Regions from separate parts of the Mus musculus genome. Here region 2 is linked to region 1. A link is a contact called in public promoter capture Hi-C data. All regions are on one chromosome and are shown on one strand. Each heading gives the region's core, a stretch centred on a gene start, on an enhancer-like site or on the middle of the called end of the contact. The rest is flanking DNA. Distances are from core to core; before and after follow the strand shown.

Region 1 (4,533 bases), core at 906-3,405:
ACGATGGTGCTCTATTCTAGAGGAGGAACAGTCCTTAAGGACACAGAAACCATCTCTTGCTCAGGACACAGGGTGTCCCTGTACCCACAGAAAGGATATAATATCCCGTGTGCACCAGGATAGTCCTTGACCTCCACAGAGTCTGTCCCTTCTCAGCTGTGTCTTCCCAGGAAATGATCTGGAGCGCTTATTTAGTTCTGGGGGAGTAGAGAGGGCTCCCCATCTGCCAACATGTCATTTTACAGAGTGATTTCTGAGTGTCCTGCCTAAAAGCCACCTTGGAACGTCATGGGAATCATAACAGAAGCTCTGCTCAGGGCTTCACATGGTATCCTGGAGGAGCAGGAGCAGGCTTCCAGCGACACATGTGTCTCAGCTCAAACACACAGCAGACTCTGCTTTCCAGCGCTGTGACGTCAAATGCTATAGGGGAACTTGTTTGGAGCCTGGGTTTGGTTTTCTCTGTGTCCTGGATTTAGGGTCCGTGTTATACACACTCAGAAGTCCTGTGGCATTTCAAACAACCTCCAGACTTTGGCCAGGGGATGCACTTGCCAGGAGCCACACAGACCCCCAGGAAGGCCAGAGCATGCAGACTCCACATGCAGGGAAAAGGAACTGTTTGGTGATCCGTCCCCATCACACTTGCCCCAGGTCCAAGGTCAACTCTCTGAAATATTTTAGGGAACACACTGCTGCCTACAAAACAGGAAGGGGCTGCTAATGATCTCTACCCATGGCTCTGAACACCAGGAAATAGATAAACAAATTGTGGGGACTGGCAGTGATGGCAGACATTGCCCAGGGTGAAGCCACCTGTTTACAAATAGGGAACAGGCGCCGAGTCTGGGGAGGGCTTCTCCCACAAACACGGGGCCAGGTATTCATCCATCCTTGTGGCTACCTCAGTTCTGCCTGCATCCAAGACGCTATGCTCTGTTTCTGTCACTGAGGTCACCACATGGGCAGCTCAGCCAAGTCTCTGAAAGCTGGAAGCTTTGGTGCCAGGCAGATCCAGACATGGGTCTAAAGTTGTGGCACCACTACCCGCTATCATACTCTACAGAGACCCTCTACTTGTCTAGGGACTAGAGTTAACCACACACCACGCTGCTTTACTGTGAAACATGGCACCTGCATCTGTGGTTACCCTGATGGGTGCTGGTATCTAAGCAACCATCAGGGTCCTGAGAGTACCACCCTCACCCCTTGGAACACTTTGCCTCCTATGGCAGGATCAGGCTTTGGCAGAGGCCATAACATTAGCTCAGAAGTCTTGGTGACTCCTGGTGTGGCAATGCTCCTGGCACAAGCTCTGCTGGCCCATGCAGCAACCTGACTCTTCTATACTGTGGCCTGAGCTGGGGATACTTGTCAGCCCATTGCACTTGGTAAGGGAAGTGAAGATGAATAAAGAAATTGATCCAAGGCTATGGCCAGAAAGGGGATAGACACAGTCTGCCCCTCCGTATCTGAGTACAGTGCTTTCCCCTTCGATACTGTTTCAGCCCTAAAAAGATACAAGCTTTTCCCTCTCTGTCCTCTGGAGCCTGCAGTGGGGACTCAGTGGTGGCCACACAGCAGAGAGCCAGAGGTTCAGAGGAAGCTTCGCCTCCAGACCCAGAGCTTCATCCAACAGTCTCCATCATGTTTAGTGGCTGCTCTATGCATGACTATATGCAGTCTGGTGGACCCCAACCCTACATATTGTCCTGCCCAGCAGACTTGAAGGATTAGGGGCACCCTAGTCCTCCTTTACCCCGAATTCTGCTCCAGGAGATCAGCCAGTCTTAGGAAGCAGTTCCCTCTCTGGCCCAGGGGCAACACTGCCCTTCCTGGCCTCTAATCCAGTCTCCCATTCTTCCATCTCTCCCTGCTTCCTCTCTGACCCTCTCAACTGCTCTTTCTGTCTTGACAGAAATTCCTGGTGGAAAGTGAATGCCTGCTTCCTTTCTAGGTACCTCCAGCCCCCCAACTATGCACCCGCCCCCTCATTACAGCTTCTTTCTGAAAGAATTCAGTGTCCCAGACCCTATGGGCGTGTCGCATCCTTAGTTCCACCCTCCTTGGATGCCTGGCCCTGGCAGGGGCCCCACAGGAAAAAGGTGGGGAGCCTGAGCCCTCGATATCCCCTCAACAGCTATTTAAAAGGGGCAGCTGACCCAGCAGTAGGCACCAGGCACCATGTCACCAAAGACACTACCTCTGTTGCTGCTGCTGGTGGTGGTGGTGATAGCCTGGCCTCTGGCAGTACAGTCCGCGCCCCCCACCTGCTACTCTCGGATGCTGACCCTGAGCCGTGAGATCATGGCAGACTTCCAGAGCCTGCAGGCTTCAGAGCCTGAGGTAAGTTCCTCACTTGCCTTTTGCCTTGGGAAGATAGATAGATAGATAGATAGATAGATAGATAGATAGATAGATGATAATTTTTTTAAATATCATATCACTACAGAGTCTAGGAGTTCAGAGTTGCACATAACTAATGAACTAAGCTTCTTTAGATTCAGTCTTTAGCCTGGTGACCAACAATGTATGCTAAGGGGGTGATATACTCCTTATCTGCTGAGGAATTATGGGACAACTACTCAGCCCTCTGTCTCAGCTTCCTTCTCTGTAAAGAGGGGTGCTAATCACATCTCCCTGGGTGTGACAGGGGCTGAAAGACCCACTGACCACAGGGAACCGGACAAGTGTTAAAGCTGTTAGCCCTATCCTCAGACGAAGACTCCAGGAACTCAGGGGAGTCTCCTGACGGGTACTGCAAGGGGAGAGAAGCGAGGTGCTCATCAAGCTTGTCTCTAATAGAAGCAAAACCCACCGGACTCCACTGAGCCTGGGTAAACTTCAAAGGTGTCACTCGGCTGCTTGCACATGCTTCAAACAGACCCAACCCACGTTCCTCGGGTATTGGACTTCAGATTATCTTAACACTTTGAATTTTCTTTTCAAAAGTTAAATTGCATTCATTACTATCTTGAGATTCAACAGGGTAGACGTAGAACAATAGGAAAATGCACAAAAGACCATGAAAAATAGTATTTGTAAGCTTGCCACCTAGAGGCAATCGCTGCTATAGCAATTGGAGGACAGCAACCACTCTGTGCGAGTTCCTTGGTGGTGGTGGTGGTGGTGGTGGTGGTGGTGGTGGTGGTGGTGGTGGTGGTGGTGGTGGCGGTGGTGGCATCAGTGGTAAAATATGGATTTCCTAGCACTGATAGCTTTGTAAGCTGCTTATTAACCCCACCATCCAGTAAACTTACGTTCTTTTGTGCAATACTTTAGACAGCCGTACCCTTAATCCTTACCATGAAACAGACACAGCGCTGATCTTAGGGGTATATGGTGCTAGAGGGTAAGATCAGAGGCTAAGAGCCATAGAGTGGGACCAAGTGGAAGACAAAACACTCAGCCTTCTAATTCACAGATGAGGAACTAAGTCATAAAGAAGGAAGACAGCAGTTCCAGGTCACACAGAGTCACACAGAGGGAAGGGCACTAGATATACAGGCCTTTGGTCCTACACACACACACACACACACACACACACACACACACACACACACACCATACTTCTTTATAGTGAGGTGTTATATCTTACAAACTTGGTTGTGTCTATGTTATAGCTTAAAGCTTTTACATAGATAAATATATAAAATATATTTATGTATATAATTTTCATATAAAAAGCTGCTATAAAACCAGTTTTCATATATATGAACACCTCATATCTACAGTACCATATAATGTCCTATGTATGTTTGCGCATGCCTGTACATGTGTGTTTGTGTGAAATGGTGTCCTCCTCCCCAGTATTGTAAAGGCTATGCTCTGATGTAAAATTCTGGGAGAGAAGGTGTCACAATGCAAGATGTTCTGTGGGTGCCATAGTATCAAGAAAAATCAAAGCTCTGGGGCCACTGTCTGGGGGCATCTGTCAGGGTGCAGACTGTGACTAAGCTGTCCCTATGGTGGCCCACTCACTTGCTTCCTTCCCGCAGGATTCCTGTGTGAGGTACTTGCCCCGGCTTTACCTGGACATCCATGTAAGAGAGCTTTGCCTGGTGGGTGGGTGGGGTAGGGTGGATGTGAACTGCCTCTGCTGCTGGCTTGAGGGAGCAGCCAGGGTTGGGGAAATGTGATGTTAGGGGACTCATGAGCTCAGTCTCTGGCCCTCTGGCTCCCTGTTCTCCCATAGCCCTCTCTTGTTCCCACTCTCAGAACTACTGTGTGCTGGCCAAGCTGAGAGACTTCGTGGCTTCTCCTCAGTGCTGGAAGATGGCCGAAGTGGACACTCTGAAGGACAGAGTGCGGAAGCTGTATACCATCATGAACTCCTTCTGCAGGCGGGTGAGTGAGGCACTTGAAGACTGGGAGGGTTGGAAAGAGAGCAGAGGGAGGGACTTCCAGTCCAAGCAGCCTTTCTATAACAATAGTCATCCTTGTTAAGTGAGCAGGACTCAGATTGGGCCCCCTCAACCTCCCATAGCTGCACATGGAGGCCACATGGGTGGCTCACTCCTAGACCTCTCCATA
Region 2 (4,533 bases), core at 729-3,228, 360 kb after region 1:
CAATATCTGGTATGGACAGTCTTTCATTACAACCATTATTAGTATGAAATAGCATCTCATCTAGCTTTAAATTAGCTCCTAAAATGTCTTACACCCTCCAGTTCTTCACAGTGGGGTTGTCCCCAGGGCACTGGATCCTCCATCATAGAGGTTATGGCATACTGTTTGCATGCTTGTGTGTGCTTACTAGAATCACCTTAGATGGCGGATGACATCCAGCATGGGGTCAGTGCTCAAAAAATACTTCCTGCTGTAGCATATAGGAGGACAGAGCCAGTGTACTGTCAGTGAGGACACAGTCGTCTTGCTCTAAGTTCCGGTACAGTCTGTGGAACTGCCCGTTAGAATGCACTGCAAACGCATAGGACTAACTGTATTTTCACTTCCTCTGACTATTCCAAAATTTGCTTCTTTATCCTTAACTTGCACCAAAGAACTTTGCATGGTTTTTTTTTTTTTTTGGTCTCTTTTGTCTTATTTGTGTCTACTTTGCATTTGAAAAGTACCACAAATATTATGTTAATCTGATTTTCATCCCTGGGACAAATACCCAAGAAAGCAACTTAACCATAGAGATAATTTGTTTTGTTTCTTGATTCAAGGTTTCAGATCAGGGTCAGTTTGGTTTATTACTATAGGCCTGGTAAGGTGGAAAGTCATGATTTGGGCCAAAGTTGCACACCTCTCAGCAGCCAAGAACTGAGAGAAATGGGATAGCTAACCCCTTCAAAGGCATATCTACTGACATGCTCCTCCAGACAGGTGCCACTTGCCAGTATAGCTCCTCGAAGCTGCTCGTGGACTGACTCATGACTCAGTAGTAGTCAGCTGGGCACCAGGCCTCCAATAGAGACCCTTGAGGGCCGCTTCATAGTCAGTTCTCTCCCCACGCTCAGCCCTCATTTGTCCATGTGTGAGGCACACTCTGCTCCTAAGTACTAATGTGTATTTTGTCTCCTTTAGTCCTTGAATTCCCTCTCCCCATTTTTACTGAGTGCCTGCCATGCAAGGCCAAAGACAGACATTATGCTCCTTGTCACACAGGCAGGCAGGTAAATAGGAGGGGCACTATAAAAAAAAAATGGAGTTCAGGGATTTGGAAGACCCTGGTCTTATGAAATGTCCTTTGAGAGGTGACATTTGAGCTGAGGTGTAAAGGAGGAAAGGAGTTACCTAGTGACCAAAAGAAGCTAAGGAATTGGTTTGCATGGGCCTGTACCAGCTGGCCCCTGGGAATAGTGTCTGTCCTGCTGTGAAAGAGTAGCTGTGCTGAGAGGAGCCTCCACTCATACTGACCCCACAGCTGAAGAGGCACTGTGCCATCTGGAAAGTGAAGAAAGCTTTTGGCCAGAACGTTCAAAATGGCTTCTGGCCTGGAGTGTCATCATCAGCACACAGGCGCACCGTGGTGCAGACATTTGGACCTGCCCTGGCCACAGTATGCTTCACTGTGGAACTCACTAAATCATCAGAATTTGGCCATGACATCACCAGGAGCCTCTTTCTCAGGCTGGGGCTCTGTCTCTGAAACAAGTGTCTGCACTTCAGTACTCTACTTAAAAAACAGTCCTCTATGCAAAATGGCAATAGTTTGCATACATTCCTCAACAAAGAAACTCACGTCCCAGGTGATATAAGCAGTCCCTAACACTGTCCCCAAATTTAACAAGCAATTTTATGCTTTTAAACGTCTTTCGTTTTGGTGTTTAGAAATACCCTGAGATTTCATCCTGATGCAAAGCACTGTTTGCAAGTCTGCTGTTAACTGGCTGTGATCACTAGGTGGCAGTGTAAATTTTATTTCTGAAGGTGTGCCCCTGTCTGAATCAGGTACTAATTCAATAGGTTGCTCTCACAACTGAGGCTGCAGTCACAATTTTATAGACCTTTCATGAAAGTCTGTTGTCCTGCCATTGTCACTCACACAGGCATGATGATCATTCCTGAGGCCCTCCAGGCTTCCTAGATGTGCATGGAGCACTGTGATTGTGTTGTCAGCTGACTGGACTCTGAATCACCTAGGACATAAGCCTCTGGGTAGCTGTGGGGAACTATCTGGATTAGGTTAACTGCTGTGGGGACATGAAGCTTAGCTGTAGGCAGGGACCGGGAACTGAGAGCCAGCTTTCACTGCTCTCTGCTTTCTGATTGTGGATGCCAGTGTGGTCATCTGCGTCAGGCTTTTGCTGCCTTCCCTTCCCTTTCATAATGGAACCTTGAACTGAGACTTTACTCTTGCGTTGCTTTTGTCACAGCAACAGGAAAGAACTGAAGACAGGCTCCCCCATAAAGCATCCTAGTACAAGAAGGGCAGGGATGTTTATATGCCCAGAGTAAGCTGACTTTCCAGAAAAAAACTAAAACTATAAAGAGCATTGTCCTGAGGCTTGGGTGTGTTGAATGTAACTGCAAATTCGAGAAAGTGTTGGCTGTTAATGCAAGATTTTGAATGAGTAAAAAGAAGGGAAAGGGAGGAGAGGTCCAGTTCCAAGCTGGTTTTGTTAAAAAGACAATGAAATCCTGAGGTTTCATTCACATCAAAGCATAAAAAGGCTTCTTGCTAATATTCCTATTGCCTTGGAAAGTGTCTGGCCAGCTAGATGATGAGTGCTATGGAAGGTGTCTGGCTCAAGCCACCCTTAGCAACTGTTAAGAGTCTACAAAAGCCATCTTATCTCGAAACTTCAGTGTCTCACTCCAGGCTGGGTTCTGCCCACTGCCTGTTTCTAAAAAGGCTGTTAGCTAAGGTCAGTTTCAGGTGTTTAAATGGTTGGAGATGAGATAAAAGAAAATAACGTTTGCCACATTTGAAGTGATGTGAAATTCCAATTTTAGTGCTGCTGGGAGAATAGTTCCATTATAGGGGAGTTAGAAGTTGATCATGGCAGAGGGAGGGGCATAGCAAGTTTCCAGGGTTCCCAGAATTACACAGCTGACTGGCAACTCAGTTCAGCCAACCACAATGGACAGAGCTCAAGACTATAGGTGAGCTGGTTTGTGATATTATGGTCCTAAGCTAGACTCAGTCAGGTTAGTGCCACGGATCATAGTGTTCCCAGCTAGCACAACCTGGTCCCTTTGCTAGGAGAGAGTGGAATAGAGGGATCCTCTGATGTCTGTGGGCAGCCAGTCTAGGGATGAGGGTGAGATGGGATTGGGACTCGGTACATGCCCAGTTCCTTTGGCTAAAGTACCCACTCATCAGGGAAATTCCTGTTCCTCTCTCGGGATGGAGGAGGGGTAAGCCAGGGTTCACTCTGGGGAAGCTAATACACAGAGAAATGCCAGGACAGGGGAATAGGTGTCACCATACTGTGCTGTCCATGAAGTCCCTCATCAGCTCCCACCAAGTTCTCCTTCCCTGAGGTTGTAGACCATTGCCAGCCTTTCAGCTTTACAGCCCCCCTCCCAGTGCAACGTGCTAGCCTTGGCCCGCTTCTAGGAACATTTTATAAGCAGTGTAATCACAGAATTGAAAGAGTATGGGTTGAAATACTGCCTTCAGACCATGAGGCTTTGTTAGGTTGACATAATTAGGAAGCTATAATTTTTTCCAGAATGTAGAGCTCAGACTTTATTGACCCATTTAATTTTTTTAATAATGGCATTTTACTAGAGCAGAACAGCATGCAGCCTAGGCAGCCTCTGGCTGGATCTTAGAATGACCTTAATTAAAATAATTTCTCTACTCTGTACCTTTTTCATAATACCCTGGCAACAAAACAATGCCACTTGGGAAAACAACTTTGTTGGTTTCTTCTGTTGTTACTAAAAGAATAATACCACTGTCAGTTTCCAGTATCCAAGGTCAAGAGGGTCTGCATAATGTATCTGAGAACTCCCCTCCTCCCTGAGTAATCAGTATTCTCAGATTAGCCTTTAGACCTTCACTCTTACTGAGCTGGGCTCCTTAACTGGGAATATGGAGCTAGAGGATTCAGTTAAGTCGGTGTTTCTGGGACCAGTGTTGTACAGGTCCACCCTGGTGGCTGGTTGCATATTCCTTCAGAAGCCAGCACCTTTCTAACTTGGGAACGGGAACGTGTGACCCTTTCACTTCACTACTCCCAGAAGAGCCATTCAGACTGCAGAAGAAGGGCCATGTAACAGAGCTTGCTCTCTCATCTCCTGGAAATAAGGAGTCATTTATTCAGACACCTGGGAAAGAACATTCCAGAAGGAGAACCAGGACTTGTAAGTCCATATGCAGCATGTATGGGAAGTGAAGGAGCAGAAGGCTGACGAGCCTGAGTCAAGGGCTGGGGTAGTTGAGCCCAGAGAGTTCCTCAAGAACAGCCTTGTTTATCCTAACAGCCTTTGTTCTTAGAAGCCTTTGGAAGGCTTGGCAGGATCCAGATCTGGGAGAGCATCCATGTGGCTGGTATGCCAGGGCAGAGGAGAAGAGGATGGGCAGAAACAGCAGACCCTGGAGTCAGCCTCAGCTGCAGACTGGGTGGGAGATGGTGGTGGATAGATTCTGGGTAATGTTCTGAAGGTAATACCTACAGGATATGTAGACAGATCTGCATAAAC

The links. Promoter capture Hi-C pulls out the DNA fragments that hold promoters and counts their contacts.
Region 2: a contact with region 1 is called in a promoter capture Hi-C map of trophoblast stem cells, with 5 times the contacts expected there. The contact joins the enhancer-like site here to the promoter of Cytl1 in region 1. A contact is called at or near these places in 9 of 39 promoter capture datasets (the 3T3-L1 cell line, cranial neural crest, embryonic stem cells and 5 more) and 3 of 484 Hi-C or Micro-C datasets (the AtT-20 cell line, the MC3T3-E1 cell line and cortical neurons).

The regions. Positions count from the first base shown.
Region 1 is chr5:37,733,364-37,737,896 of GRCm38.p6, forward strand. It overlaps Cytl1 (cytokine-like 1), which reads left to right and starts at 2,156. Exons shown (of 4, transcript NM_001081106.1): 1 at 2,156-2,346; 2 at 3,999-4,043; 3 at 4,219-4,347. The coding sequence starts at 2,185.
Region 2 is chr5:38,095,878-38,100,410 of GRCm38.p6, forward strand. All of the region lies in intron 2 of Stx18 (syntaxin 18), which reads left to right. Among named protein-coding and RNA genes, the nearest start is that of Stx18, 59 kb to the left of the region's middle. Within about 2 kb of position 1,979, at least 3 of the 459 cell types and tissues checked have an H3K27ac peak or open chromatin away from gene starts, as enhancers often do. A contact at or near this core is called in trophoblast stem cells, where this site is marked.